Linked DNA regions of Mus musculus: all the other regions are linked to region 1. The links are chromatin contacts, called in public HiChIP or PLAC-seq maps. All regions are on one chromosome and are shown on one strand. The core of a region is the stretch at or near the end of the contact, and the rest is flanking DNA. Distances in the headings are between cores, read along the strand shown. Region 1 holds the start of Plekhg6 (pleckstrin homology domain containing, family G (with RhoGef domain) member 6). Region 2 holds the start of Tigar (Trp53 induced glycolysis regulatory phosphatase). Region 3 holds the start of Dyrk4 (dual-specificity tyrosine-(Y)-phosphorylation regulated kinase 4).

The links. HiChIP or PLAC-seq counts read pairs in DNA pulled down with a chosen protein or histone mark.
Region 2: a contact with region 1 is called in an H3K27ac HiChIP or PLAC-seq map of embryonic stem cells, with 2.5 times the contacts expected there. The contact joins the promoter of Tigar here to the promoter of Plekhg6 in region 1. A contact is called at or near these places in 2 of 39 promoter capture datasets (embryonic stem cells and hippocampal neurons), 1 of 115 datasets of contacts at active chromatin or transcription factors (embryonic stem cells) and 1 of 9 other capture datasets (embryonic stem cells).
Region 3: a FOXA1 HiChIP or PLAC-seq map of pancreatic cancer cells shows a contact between it and region 1. The contact joins the promoter of Dyrk4 here to the promoter of Plekhg6 in region 1. A contact is called at or near these places in 1 of 39 promoter capture datasets (hippocampal neurons) and 1 of 115 datasets of contacts at active chromatin or transcription factors (pancreatic cancer cells).

What each region holds. Positions count from the first base shown.
Region 1 is chr6:125,377,587-125,382,591 of GRCm38.p6, forward strand. It overlaps Plekhg6 (pleckstrin homology domain containing, family G (with RhoGef domain) member 6), which reads right to left and starts at 2,918. Exons shown (of 17, transcript NM_198604.2): 1 at 2,764-2,918; 2 at 2,169-2,390; 3 at 1,116-1,324. The coding sequence starts at 1,253.
Region 2 is chr6:127,106,962-127,111,966 of GRCm38.p6, forward strand. Tigar (Trp53 induced glycolysis regulatory phosphatase) reads right to left here and starts at 2,591. Exons shown (of 6, transcript NM_177003.5): 1 at 2,475-2,591. The coding sequence starts at 2,506.
Region 3 is chr6:126,919,514-126,924,518 of GRCm38.p6, forward strand. Dyrk4 (dual-specificity tyrosine-(Y)-phosphorylation regulated kinase 4) reads right to left here and starts at 2,326. Exons shown (of 15, transcript NM_207210.2): 1 at 2,237-2,326. The coding sequence starts at 2,274. Rad51ap1 (RAD51 associated protein 1) reads right to left here. Exons shown (of 9, transcript NM_009013.4): 9 at 3,902-4,827. The coding sequence ends at 4,682.

The DNA of each region.
Region 1 (5,005 bases), core at 1,668-4,167:
GGTGGTAGGGGCCGAGCTTGGCTCCTGCAAGTTGGGCTGGCTCGCTGCTCTCATCAAACCAGTTTGGTGTGAGTCGCTGCTGCTTTGAGTCACAGTGGCTGCTGCCAGGGAAGCCAAGTTCTGCTGGGCAGGGACATGCCTGCCTGGTTCCCAAGGGAGCCTGGAGGTAGAGGCTGAGGTCTCCTGCAGCGCTTGTACACAGGCACACACATGCCTGGGCTCTGCGTCGGGTACCCAGCCTCTGCCCGGCTATACACGTGCCCTCTGGGCCAAGGGCTCTCAGGAACAGAGGATGGTCCACGCTGTGTTCTGAGCTCATCCCTTTGCGGGCAGCTGGGTTCCCTCACATGTGGAAATGAAAGACCGCAAAGGTTCAGCCTCCTCCCTAGGGCCTGCAGCTTGTGTCCTATGGCACTGGGAATTGCTGTTCTTCTGTGCTAGAGGTTGAAGCCACAAGTCTCCTCCCAAGGCAGGCCTGGTCACATTCCTTGTCTGCCTTGGCCTGAGTTGCCTTACATACTTCCTAGTGTCCCTTTCTGCCCTCTGCCTGGGCAAGTCTCGTCTCCAGGGGTGGAATCCTCTAAGGAGGCAGGGAATACCCCCAGCTAGAAGGGGCACTGTTCTTAAGGAAGCACCGAGGGCAGAAACAGCCTAAGTCCTGGCCTCCACACCCCTTTCCTCTACTAGCTTTGGAAGTGGGCCGGGTAGGTGGAGCCAGGGGCGGGGCAGAGACAGTTCCGGCCACTCCCCCTCCTCCCCTGTGAGAGCAGGGGCACCCTGAACCTTTGCTCTTCTTCAGCCCTGACTCAGGGAGCTTTTGACTCCTCCCAACTCAAGTAGAGACTGACAGATGCCTTTCCCCACTGCGCTGGGAATTCAGAAATGCCTCCCAATCCCTCCTCTGAGCTCCCCGCCTCCCCCACTGTTGTCTGAGGCTGGGTGTGAAGCGCTGGCATCCTGGCCGGGCACTGACCCTCCTTCCCAGTAACCCCGGAAAGCGGAGGAGGTTAAGGGACAAGAATAGAGCAGCCTGTGAAAAAGGGGACAGACTTCAAAACCTTGGTGTCATCCCTCCTGCCCCACCCAGGTCACCTTTGGGGCACAGGCGCACTCACCACTCCAGGACCTCCTCTGGGAAATAGATTCCCAGCAGTGCTGTGGGCAGAGGTCTGATGACGGCCCCCGTAAGTCTCAATTCGGGAAGCTACCAGGCCTTGGAGGGGGCCCTCATTTGGAGGACCAAAGGCTTGCATTGTTTCTCTCCTGAGTTACCCCCAGAGGATCATAGCACCAATGTCCAGGAGAAAGGGGGGTATCCCCTTTTCTGCAAGATAGAAAGCCCAGGCTGGATTAGTGATGAACGAACGTCTCCACAGGTTGGAGAGCAAGGAAAGACAAGAGGACAGAGTGGGGAAGAAGAGGGCCAGATGGTGGGGGGTGTGTGCTATCTATAAGCTAGTAGGGGGAGGGCAGGGCCAGGTGCATGCTGGGTAGGAACATCTGCTTTATACTTAGGATACATTCACACTTCAGCCTCAGAGGATGCTGTAGTCTCAAGAGCAGCTGGGAGCAAGGGTCACAGAAATCTCTAGCACTCTAGATAGCCCCAGGTAGAAGGCGGTCTCTTGTACCTAGATGTCTCCTTTCCTGTATTACCTTTGTCAACACTGCACAAACACCATGAACTGGGACAGGTAAAGCTGACTAGAGACAGACAAGTGGGTTTCTCATGTTGGAACAGACTATGGGTTAAGAACGGCTTTTATTTTATTTTCTGATTTGAGATAGGAGGACCTCTTAATATAGCCCAGGCTGACACACAGTGTAACCCAGTCTAGGCTACCTTCCAACTCTGCATCCCCCTGCCTCAGTTTCTAGAGTGCTATGATCACAGATGTATTCTATCATGCTTTGCAACGTTTACATTTTTAAATAATGGGGGGGGGCAAAAAAGGAAAAATAATATTTGGGGAAAGAGAACAATACACCCAGTTCACACTCCATGAGTTACAGCTAGTTTTATCACGGTTCAGCCAGCCAGCCACCCTTACTGGTCGGCTGGCCATCCTTGGCTGCTTTTCAGTTAGTCGCAACTGAGACTCAATAGACAAGAGACTCTACAATATAGCTTTTCTGTCCCTTTACTGAGAAGTCTGTACATGCCTTACCTGGAAACCCCACACGTCCACGTACAATCTGGCGAAGTCAGGAGAGCTGTCAGACAGGGTCTGGAGGGATGCCCCTAGTTGAGGCAGCCCGCTGGTCTCCCACTAAGCTCCTTTCCTGGCCGCCGAGGGCACCACCAGGGATAGAGCTGGAAGTCAGATGCAGGACTCCACCCCTCCTTTCTAAGCCTGGATGGAAGACCCATCCCTTGCAGTGGGCAGGGCCTGAAGGGAAGAGGCCCTTAATGGGAACTGGACTCAAGAACCCTATACAGGGGTTGGTTTCCCACCAACTGGGCTCTAGAAACCTCCCATTTCTCTCTCCTAGCTTACTCTGACTTACTCGCAGAGGAGATTGTTCATTGTGTCTCCCGCCCCGGGACAACAACAGTCCAGCCCCCGAAGGCAGTCCCCCGCCCCTCCTTCTCCCTCCCCCTTACTATCTCTCCCCACGTCCACCTTTTCTATCTTTTCCCAGGCCCAGCTTTTCTCCCTCCCTCGTACCCAGCCTCCTTCCCTCCTCCTTCTGAGGCCCCGCGACCCTGTCCCAGATCCCCGGTTCCCTGGCCGCCCGGCACTCGCCCTCCCAAGTGCTCACCTGTGAGCGCAGGTGTCCGAGCTTCCGCTGTCCTTGACGTCCGCTGGATACTGTGGAAATCTGGGTCGTTGTCAGCTTCCTTGGCGATGGCAGCCCCACTGTCCCAGCCTGGGACTAGGACCGAGCGGCCCGCGGGACCAGGCAGCACGGGGCCGGGAAGGGAGGTGAAGGTGGAGGCAGAGGGGCGGGACGTGGGCTGGCACCTCCCCCTCCCTGCGGGCCTTGCAGCGTCGCGGTCCTGGTCACCCGGACAGAGAGGGTAGGGAGCCGGACTCTCCGTACACCAACCCCAGACCAGGAGTGCTCACTTCTCGGTGCGCACCTTTCCCTTTCTTTTGCACCTGAACTAACCAGCAATCTGTCACCTGGTCGGGGCCAGGGGCTGGAACCTTGTGCCACCCGCAGGCCACCAGCGTGTCCTCCCTTCCCGGCCAGACCCCTGCCAGGCGCCAGGGTAATGAGGGATAAATGAAAGGTTGGGCGCCGCTATGCGGAGGCGGTGAGGTAATGACCAAGCGACCTGTGGCAGGTACACATCCCTTGTTTGCACCAGGCCCCTCTTGCCTGTCCTAGACCGTTACCCTGAAAGGGAGCCAGCCTAGCATCAGGAAGGGCGGAGGCCCAAGGATTCTCAGCCCCATGGCTGTCCTCTGGCCATGGAGTCCAAAGTGTAGCCCTTATCTCCAGTGAACCTGCTGGCCTGCCCTGGCAACAGGGAGGAAGGTTCTGTGGACTTTGTGTCTTATTGAGGGAGGCATCAGGGGCCAAGCTTAGACCATACCCAACACTACTCTCATTACTTAAGCCTGGAGGGAGGGGGCATACCAGGGGAGGGTACCCTCCCACCGGACTGCACTTGGGCCAGTGTGGCCTTCCCAAGGGCTACACAGACTGAACAGTTTCTCCGAAGTGGTACAGCACTGGCTGGGCGTGATGTGAAAGGCATCCCCGCCCCCCCGCCCCCACATTCCCAAGTCCTGTCGTCTGGTCTGAGGGAAGAACTGAGAGTTATATCATCCCATGGATGTGTGATCCAGAGGTGGAAGTCTCGGTGGGGGGGGGGGGGAGGGGGCGGGGAGATGGGCAGGTCTGAGGTCCACTTTGGGATCTTCCTTCCGCCAATGGACTAGACTGGGTCTGGTGCAACCTCTTACCACACAAAGCATCCCGAAGTACACAAAACCCTTTCAGAAGTGTCTCCCTGTGTTCAGAGGAAAAACAAAACAAAACAAAACAAAAACAAAACAAAACAAAAACAAAACAAAACAAAACAAAAACACCTCTAATTCTCACCCTCTCCCATGGCTCCTTTCAGCCTGGAGAGGCATCTTTGCCATCGGTTGCTTGAATGTGTGTTCCTGTTCCCAGTCACAGATTTGTCCTTCAGTGTACTTTTTTAGAATATGATGTTGTGAGGTCTCAGTGTTACAGAGGAGCTGTCCTGACCTGTGGTTGCCTCCATCCTGCCTTCTGCCCCCCCAGGTGTGTGTGTAGGGGGGGGAGCGGAGAAGGAGTTGGATGAGAACCATGTTTGTCAAGAATGCAGGTTTTGCCTGTTCCTAGCATTCACACTGTGGGGGGCCAGGAGAAGAGGAAGACATATCCAGGGATGATGAGTAGCCATGAGAGAGAGAGAGAGAGTTAATGAACCAGTTGGTGCTGATTACTGGCCATATTAAATGACACCCCAAAGACACTGGTGCTGAGGACTTCTCCTCCCACTGATTCTCAGACAAAGGTGGAAGGAGGAGAAAGAGGGAAATTGGAATTGAGAAGGTAGGAGAGAAATCCTGGACTTACATGCCCCTGGAGTGAGCTTCTGATGTCTCCCATAGACCCAGGCAGAGTTAACCCTTTCCATTCCCTCAGGGCTGAGGTCCCACCTCCACCTCCCAGTACCCTGGGGCCTGTATCAAGTCTCCCTGGGAGGAGAGGTTCCCAGACAAAGCTAAAGACAGAGGTGTGGCCAGCTGCAGGTGTGTGGGCAGGTGGACTCGCAGGCTCTCTTGGTCCATTCCTTCCTTCTATTCTGGCTCTGTCCAGCTGTCCTCTCTACAACTGCCCCTTCCACCGAGCTCTCCCGTGCTGTGGAGGACAGACTCCTGGGGCGGGCTGAGAAGGAAACACAAGCAGAGGAACTGCGTAGTCTCCTGAAGATGAGGAGTTTGCCAGAGGCTGGGACTCTGCCGGGAGGGGTGGGGAGTCACTGGTCAGGACAGAGGGGACCCCCTGGATACCTCTT
Region 2 (5,005 bases), core at 1,341-3,840, 1.7 Mb after region 1:
CTTTAATCCCAGCGGGAGGCAGAGGCCAGCATGGTCTACAGAGTGAGTTCCAGGACAGCCAGGGCTACACAGAGAAACCCCGTCTCAAACAAACAAACAAACAAACAAACAAGCAAACAAACAAACAAACAAAAACTTGGAATCCAGGTGTTCTGGTCCAAAAATGACCACCTCCATTTCAAAATAAGACAAACAAAAACAATGGAGAGATGACTCAGCAACTTGAGCACTGACTGCTCTTCCATAGGACCCAGGTTCAATTCCCAGCACCCACGTGGCAGGCTAACAAATGTCCAGAGCTCCAATTCTAGGAGATCTGACCCCCTCTTCTTGCCTCTGTGGGCACCAGGAACACACATGCTACACAGACATACATGCAAACACCTATACTCATAAAATTAATTGATTACTAGAATATTTAAAACATGACAAATTAGGATACACATAAAATTCCATGAAGGATTTGGTTAGACACAAAAAAAAAAATTGCTTTAAATTTGTCTTGCATTATAGTACAGCCCAATGTAATTAGCCAACTTTCCCATGAGTTGTTAGATTTACCTATGGTGACTACCAGTCAAATGTGAAAGCATGTTTGTTCTTGAACCAACCAGGCTTCTATCTGTCACAAGTCCAACAGAAAGAGGAAACCTGGGATGACCATGCCAGGACAGCAGCTAGCCACAGCCCTGTCTATTTCAACATACTAGTCTTCCTGTGTCTAAAAGAGAATAAAACTTTGAGACAGGATTCCACTATGTTCCTCTGGCTGCTAATGTAGACCAGGCTGGCCTTCAACTCTTCTACCTACTGACTGCTGGGGTTTTAAGTATGCTGCCACAACTGTTGAAGAAACCTATTCTTACTACCCACTAAAATTAGACCAGGTGATATTTCCAAGTGACCTTCGAACACTAGGCTTTAAGATAACCAAGAAGCAGAGAATAGTGGGTTAATTTGCTCTGGTTCAAATACTTGCCCCACAACTTTAAGTTCCCTGGAGTCTGACTCCCCTTACTCTCCAGTGAATCACAGATACTCCATATTCACACAGATATTGCCCGTTAAGAATCTAAGTAGGGGGCGGGCGGTGGTGGCGCACGCCTTTAATCCTAGCACTTGGGAGGCAGAGACAGGCGGATTTCTGAGTTCAAGGCCAGCCTGGACTATAAAGTGAGTTCCAGGACAGCCAAGACTACAGAGAAACCCTGTCTCGAAAAACCAAAAAAAAAAAAAAAAAAAAAATCTAAGTAGGGATCGTTTCCCAGCAGGGTCTACATTGAAAAGAGGACAAGGGGGTTCATGTTCCTTTAGTGCTCCCAATAAAGCGGTATCATCTCCCGGAACATTCTAGAAAGCACAGGGACACAGAAAGACACAGGGAACCAGAGTTCTAATTTAGCCACTAAAATCCCTGAATCCTAAAGGTCCACTTCACATGATGCTGGAGACCATCTTCCTATAAAGAGGAAGCTGGACAGAAAAAGCATGCGTTGAAGAAGGTCGCCACAAGGTTCAAACGCTGTCAGCGTTCCTGTGAGCCCTATGAAGCCGGAAACGGTAATCAGTCCCGCTCCGAGAAGCTGTTCTGATAAGCCCTGACTACACAGGTGAGACTCAGCTGCTTTTTATCTGAGCTTTGCTTACAGAAGAACACGTTATTTAATTCTCGGGCATATTTCTTCCTCTCTGCTCCATGTGCTCCATCCTCTCCATTTGGTTAGATCCAGAGAGATTAGAAAGACTGCTGCCACCAATCTGCTTATCGGAACGCAGGTCAGAAAGATTAAGTCTGTCCTACGAGGCAGCTACTGAATCCCAACGAGGAGCCTGAATCCCAACCAAGCAACGCCTTGAAACTTCCCTCCTCTTACCCACCCTGAATCTGCCTACCATCATCACCAGGCAAACATGTACTGGGAAGGAAAACGATAGGTGACCTAAAGCCAGATTCTGCTCCATGAAATCTGTCATGATAAAAATGTTTGTTCAGGGTGATGCAGTCGACTGAGACGGAGATCTCGAACTCTCTAATTTTTTCCCTCAGAACTGTAGCCTCTGAAGGGAGGTAAATTGCAAAAGTACCCCCGATGCAAGGAGAAAGGGGGAGGGGAGGGTGAGAAAATAAGGCAACCAGCATAGGATAGATGAGGTGTGGCTCAGCAATTCTAAAAACTCTGGAATTTACTAGGGGGCAGAAAAGGTCACACTGAAAAGTCGAGAGGCCGGGTCATGTCTTCTCGCAATGGCTGGGAACCGTGATCGTGTGCTTCTCCACACTTCTTTCCTCGTGGAAAACGCAAGGCTCTTGACATTTAAGACCCGGCTTCCTCACGCAGGGTGTCGCGGATAAAAGATTGGACACGAGAGGATGCAAAGAAAAAGCACATGGAAAGCCCACCCTCCCCGGATTGGAGCACGTAGGGACCAGAAGAGACCCAGGCCAGGAAGCTCCCGGCAACTGCGATACTCACTGGCGGATAACGGTCAAGGCGAAGCGCGGCATTTTGGCACAAGACGCGTGAGCCACGACCCGGCTCTGCAGCAGCACCTCGCTGCGCCTGACTCTGGGACCACTTTGCCTGCACTACTTCCGTCTGCACGGCGGACCGGCCCCGTAGCTATTGGTCGAGGCGGCTGAACGTCACCACAGGGTTGCCAATAAAGGTGGAGCCTGAAACCGGAGAAGCCCCGCCCAGGCCAGTGGCGCTTGCGCTCCTGCGCGCCAACCTGTGATTGGCGCCTGGCAGGTGCGCGCGGCCCCGCCCTGGGTTAACGCCCTGGAGTCTTGCCAGAGCTAGACCGCCGCCTGCACCAGGGACAGATAAGGACTGCTTTGATTGTTTTATGCTGAACTGATTTGAGGAAGGCGTGCAAGGTGTAGTGTGCCTGTAGTGTGCCAAGGCGATGGCTCTCCTCTGGTGGTTACACAGCCAGACTGCATCCTTTGAGGGTTAGCTGTTATCCTTTACCTGGGAAGTGAGGTCAAAGTAGGTATGTAGATCCAAACCAACCTAGTTTCTCTCTCAACTTCTTAACCAAAGACTTTTGTCAGGCCACTTTCTTGCCTTCTGCTTTGCTGAGCCTGGTCCTCCCAAACATTATTACCAAGTATTTTCGCTAATGCTGCTATCATTTATAATTAAGTTACTCTAGAGCTCTCCACTGATACCTGTTGTATTAAGAGTTTAATTCAACCATTTCTTAAAATAATTCCTATTGTAATGAACGTTATCTCTGTTGCACTGATCTAGAGGAAAGTCGTTTCCTTAAAAACAAATGCAGGGACAAAGGTTCTGTATAAAACCCCTCGAGAGGGGTTGGGGAGTTGGCTTAACCCTTTAAGAGCCCAGATTATTTGCTCCTCTGGAGAACCAGGTTCAAAGCCCAGTGCACCCACAGAGGCAATCAAACATCTGTAACTGCAGTTCCAGGAAGACCATTTACTTTCTGCTGACCTCTGGGCTCACGTTATGCACAGACATTCAGGCAGAGCACCTAGACACATAAAATAAAAAGAAATATCAACAAATAAATAGATGTCTTCAAGACTGAGACTGAGCCTCTAGTCCTCAGCCATATAATAGGAACATAGGGACAAAAGGGCTATAGGGGCTGGAGGTCAACAGCCTGTGCCCAGCCAGCCAGGCCTGGCCATCTAGCCTTCCTAAGACAACTGAGAGCCAAATAAATAGTGAGGGAAAAAAAGGAGGAAAAAGAGGTTTATTCAGTGTATCCACTGTTCCTCACCTCAGTCCATTGGTGGGATCCTAAATTTTCTCTGAAATTTTAAATGGAAGCTAAGAGATAGACATGCCTAAGCAGCCCAGCCACCAAGGTGTAGTCGCCCACAGAGGAATGTCTCATCTCTGCCTATCTCTAGCAAGTGATGTTCCTTCCAGAGACTGTTCCCTCCTCTGACTGCCTTCAGGACTTTTTCTCACTCCAGCAAGAGATTCCCGGAGAGATGGAGAGACTCCCAGTCTCTTGGGATCCATTGTTTCAACAGACTCATAGCCAAAGAGAGGGCACAAGAGTCCCTTTTGGCTATATTTATTTTTACCAAGTATGGTGGCACATACCCTTAGCCCCAGCACTCAGGAGTCAGAGGCAAGAAAATCTTCTGAGTTTTAGGTCAGCCTGGTCTACACAGGGAGTTCCAGGCATCAGGGGTTACATTGTTAGCCCCTGTCTGATGATGATGATGATGTGATGATGATAAAACAATATACTGGCTAGTTCTATGTCAATTTGACACAAGCTAATGTTATCTAAAAGAAGTTGTCTTAGTTAGGGTCTTATTGATGTGAAGAGACACTGTGATGGCTATTCTCAGTTGCTAATTTGACTGTGTCTGGAATGAACTTCAGTCCAAAAATGGGAGCATGGCTGTGATCCAGATCTTGAGGCTGGAAGATTTTGATCTGGATTTTGAAGCATAGTGGCCATGAAAAGCTTAGGCCCAGGCAAAGTGATACACCCCTTTAATCCCAGGAGACAGAGGCAATCGAATCTCTAAGTTCAAGGCCAAGCTGGGACAAAGCAAGTTCCAAGTAAAGAACAAGTTAGGTCCAGGCACGGTGGTGCACACCTTTAATCTGGGCCTTCCCCTCTGCTGGAGGCCGACATGGGAACAATGGACAACCTTCTTCCCTGCCTGCTTGCACTTTCTTGCCAGCACATCTGTCGGAACCTACTCCTTCAGCATTCCAGCTTACGCAGAAGACCAGCTGCAACAACTAGCCTCGTGGGACTGAGCAACCGCTAGATTCTTAGACTTCCCATTCACAGCTGACCATTGTTGGGTTAGGTGGACTACAGACTGTAAGTCATTCCAATAATTTCCCTTACTACATAGAGACATTACAGAACTTCTGTGACTCTCAACAACCCTGACCAGTACAGATACCATGACCAAGCCAACTTGTATAAAGGTAAACATTTAATTGGGGCTGGTTTACAGTTTCAGGGGCTCAGTCCATTATCGTTAAGGCAGGAAGCATGG
Region 3 (5,005 bases), core at 1,076-3,575, 1.5 Mb after region 1:
TGCCCTCCCAAGCCACTCTCTCCTCCTGGATTTAGCAGCACTTTCCAAGAGGAATTCACGTTGTCATGACTTTAGTGTCACTTAGTTATCCCAGAAAGCTGCTTAAGTTTTTGTCTCACCTTGATCCTGAGTCTCGTGGAGCTAGGGGTGGTGAGCTGCCTTTTATTATTTTCAATTCCTTGCAAGGCTGAGCGTGGTGATGGGTCTCTAGTGAAACCTCTGTGTACATTTGCTGGAAGAGGAGAGAGCTGAGAGAACTTAGATGAATTCACCAAAGAAGTCAGGGCATCAACCGAGCCCTGACGACTGTGCTCAGGGTGAAGGATGACAGATAAGGAAATGGACTCCTTGTTCTCAAGAAGTCTGGAATCGGGGAGCCTCAGAGGTGTCAGCATTACTGTTACTAAAATTGTGTTGTGTGGCATTTTAAACGTGTGCATTTGTACCTAAAGGACACTCACGTCCAAAAGGAAAATATGTCTCTTGAGGTTACCTCGTGCGACTTCGTTATTCTTACTTGCAGTCTGCGGTGGCTTGATCTTTATGTCCTCAGGATTGTCCTCGGGATAGATGTGGTGGTAGCATTTAGAGTTAACCTGTTTAATGTACTTGAGACAAGGCCAATTCAACTCCTCAGCCCTTCTACGTGAGTCCCTGAACCCTTCATGATCCAGTGACCTAATCATAAGGGCTGGAGGTTTGCGAACCCTTACACCTACGCCCTCACCTAGCACAGCGGCTTTGGGTCTGATGCGTACCTATCAGTGCTGGAGTGGTCCTGAGACAGAGACAGTTTTCCCCGATAGCCCACTTTATACTCAGATCTTAATTTACACTTGGTGGGTGCTTATCGGAGGGTAATGATATTACACAAGATATTCCCTCCCACTGTTCCTTGCTATCCTCAGAAAAGCACAGAGAGCGGATCTATTCTCCTTTCTGTTCAAGATTTCTTTAATTTATACAACATAGAAAATCTTGGTTTTCTCTCCTACACCTGCTTCACCCCAGGCACCCTGTGGGGCTTTGCCCACCTTTCCTTCCATGATAGAGCATCCATCCCACATTGTCCTTATTTTATGGAATCTCTCCTAAAGTGGCTACTGTTTCCAGGAATATAGTGTTCTTACCATCCCTAGGTAGTGTATTTATTACATCCCTGCTGATCCTGGTGGCTTGATGAATATAGCCTATACTAGCCTTTTCTTCTTTTTAGATGAGTGCTAGGGTCAGCTAAAATCATAATTCACTGCCTCGGGATCTTGCACATTTGAGAAGTAGGCATTTTAGCTCAGGTGTAAACAATTTGGAGTTGGTGAGGGCAAAGTCAGAGAAGTGGTTGCCATATTGCCAGACGTGACTTCAGGTTCCCATCTTCTCCTGGGTATTGAAAGTTTAAATCCCAGAATCAGTAAGGCATGGCCCAGAATCTCACTCTGTAGCCCAAGCTGGCCGGACATTTGCTGTGTTGCAATGTTGACCAGGCTGGCCTCAAACTTAAAGGTCTCTTGACTCAGAGATTACAGGAGTAGGCCATGTTCGAAGATTCCTTAGAATTCGACCATCCCCATCTCATCCCTCAGGCAAAAAACAAAGGACATTCTCATGAGATGTTTCCCAGTTTTCAATCTTTATCCAAAGTGTGAGTTAAGACTGGGGAAGCTGGTGTTTTTTAAAATCATGTCTGAAAGAACAATGTTTCCTAAGTCCCAGCAGGCCTGGATATTTCAGACAGTGAACGCTCAGAGGGTGTGGAGCCACCACCTTAAGTAAACTATGTTGCTAAGTACTGGGGTTTTTCCTGCAGTGCAAACAAGTGAGGGAAGTTGATCTGGGCTTGTGATCCATACGGTCCTTGGTACACTCTGTGTCAAAGGACTGGGGTGTGTGTCTGTGTGTATGTCTGTGTCTTTGTGCTGTGTGTGAAAGAGACAACGATACCACGTGCAGAGACGGTGTGAAAAAGAATCTGCTCCATGCCCCAAGTTGCTAGAGTCAGGACCATTCCCCGCCCCCATTCTGGCACTCAGCGGGAGTCCCTAACACAGTGTTCCTTTAGTAGGAGTCAGGATGCAGGCGAGCCGCAGCTGGCAAGAGCTAAACCTCTTCTCCTTCGCGCACCCGGCCCAGCCCTCGCTCTTACTTCCCTTCTCCCTTTCCACTTGCCCCTTGAGGACCCAGCCCTAGTTGGCTCAGGGTTTGCGCCCATCGCAAGCCTCTTCTCTTAGGCGCTTACTCTGTCCGGGTGAGGGCAGGAAGTCGGAGGAGCTGCATCCGGCTGTCACAGACAGGGATCCCTGCAGAGGTTTAGGAGGAACCCTCAACCAGGCGCAGAGGGGCCACACCCTCCTAGCGTTGCTGTAGAAACCGCTCAGGCCCTTTTTGTGACTCTGAGCTGAATAGGCTTACCCCACTTAAGGCCCAAACCATCTTTCGCATAGGCCAAAAGAATACATCTCTCCCCAACCTCGTTTTCTCTCTCCAATTCATGGATCACCCAAGGTATGAGTGAAATCCCAGGACCCTGAGATTAAAGTTGGCTGGACAGGCCAGACTGGAAAATTTCTAAGATCTTTCAAAAACAGTATGTGGAAGTAGATAAAAGCCCTGGATAGAATTTTCTTATAAGATGTACACTTCGACTGTACTAAGTTTCAGAAAGAACCACATGGAACTGTGACAGTGGCATGTCCTGATGGGCTCTGATACCAGGAAGGGACTCACTGAAAAGAAGCAGAGTTGAGTTTAGCGTTCAAGTCCTTAGACATTTAGCTGAGTACCCGAGGCAGCTGTGACGGGCAGACTGCGGTGTTTATGTGGTTCCCCAGGAAGCTGTTCATTCTGACTTAATGTTTGAGACAAGTTTCACTACATAGCCCTGGTTGGCCTGGAACTGTGTAGACCAAGCTGGCCTTGAGCTGGTAGGGAAGCATCGTCCTCTACTAGGATTAAAGGTGTGTGTCACCATAGCCTGTTCATGCTTTTATTTTGGGAATGCAGTGTCAGTAACGTCTTGAATGGATACACAACGGGGTGAGGAGTAGCAGCGAGGACCAGTCCATCAGAACACAGATAGACCAAAGCACAGGCATGATACGGTGGCGAGTGTAACATGAGAGAGCTACAGTGAGTCAAGGAGTAATCTGCTCTTTGGGTATGATGATTGGGGTAGGTAAGACCAAGCGAGGAAGAGGTGCGACCGCGGCCAGCAACTGATGGTTATTAACCCTTGTAGCTAGGCCGGTTTTAACACACTTTGAAGTTTTTATTTAGTGTGTCTGAGTATGTATTACATATGTACATGCACCACTGGAGTGCAGGTGCCCGTGGAGTCTAGAAGAGGGTGTTAGATCTGCTGAAGTGGAGATTCAGGCAGTTTTAAGCCACCTGATATGGGTGCTGGAAAACAAACCTGCGTTCTGTGCAAGAGCCGCAAGCGCCTTTAAGCACTGAGCCATCTCTCTCCAGCTTCTGAGGGACCTTATGACTACAAAGAAATAATGCGAATCATAATAAAACCCAAGTCCCTCCAGTGAGTATTATATATTTATAACAATGGTTATTGCTCAAAGCATACAAATTAACTCAAAACCAGGTAACTAGGTGGGTGTCACAGCACCCACCACCACTAGGGAGGCCGTGGCAGAAGGAAGGATGGTAGGTTCAAGGACAGCCTGGGCTACATAGGAAGCCCTGTCTCAAAAATCAGAACCAAAATCACGCAGATTGCTAACTGAAGATTGGGATTTTAAGGACGGTGGAGCAGGTAAGGTGGAGAATACAGTGTAAGCATATATATGAGTAAGAAGATGTACAAAAGCAATGGTCACTTAAATCAAAGCTGCTTGTCCTCACGGTAACACAGATGTCTCATAGCTGAGAACTAGGCGAGGCATGCACATTTTACAGTAAACATTAGACTTTATTAAAGTAATCAGAAACAAGTTGATTTCTTACTATAAAAATAATTGCTTTTACTGACAGTAAACCAGAGCTTCCTGAGACGATGCATCAGCTGTGACAGGGGCGTGGAGGTGACAGCTTTCAACCTTGGGCTTCATCTCAATGATGAAGACACTCCTCCCCCTGCTTATTTTGACCACAGAAGACTCATTTTAGCAACACGTACACATGCAGGTACATACATGGTATCAATGAGCATAGCTTACATCTTTTCATGTTTATTAAAGGTTTTGAAAAGTTCATACAGCGTCATGAGATTCTATCTGCTGTACACTAACCACCTGTCCCATGTAGGAACACATGCTGCAGTAGAGTCAACATGTTAATATGTACAAAAGCAGAATTCTTACTAAAAAGACCTAGACAAAGAGAGTAAGCTTGGAATAAACCTGAAGAAATGTAGTATGGGAAAGATTTCAGCAATGCCTCCTGAAGGACCCAGGATGCTCCCATGCCAGAGCTGGGAGACATGTGATTACAGACGTGCCGCAGAGCCCGAGTGACAGTGGCTTATAAACACAAGAAAACACAACACACTCTTCAGGAGTGCCACAAGGAGAGGTCCCAGAACCCTTTGCTGAAGGACAGAAAGGCTTTGATGAGACCAGAATCACACACAGACATGGTCCTTCATGTGACCCATTAAAGGTTCTCTTATGTGGAAGCTGAATATGACAACCCTGCTTGCAGTCCCAAGGGTCCCAGCAGTCCTTTCCTGCTACCGCACTTGGCTGCTTGTGGCACTTGGATGCAAGCGCTTAACTGGCGCTAATCGGGAGAGGCCCAGACGCAGGCTCTGACTCGGGGACTTGGCAGGTGTTCCTGCCAATGCATTGCTGCTAGAGTTCCTGCTCCCAGAGGCAGCTGCAGGAGAAACCAAAGGCAAGCAAAGGGTTAGGTCCGGCTCTACAGAGCCCATCATGAGCTGCAACAGATCAGAAGAAAGACCCACACTGACAATCAGGAAAAGCACAGGCAGGCAAAGCATCCTAATCTGAAAACCCCAACTCCGACACCTTCAAAGTCTTCAACTTTTCTGGCT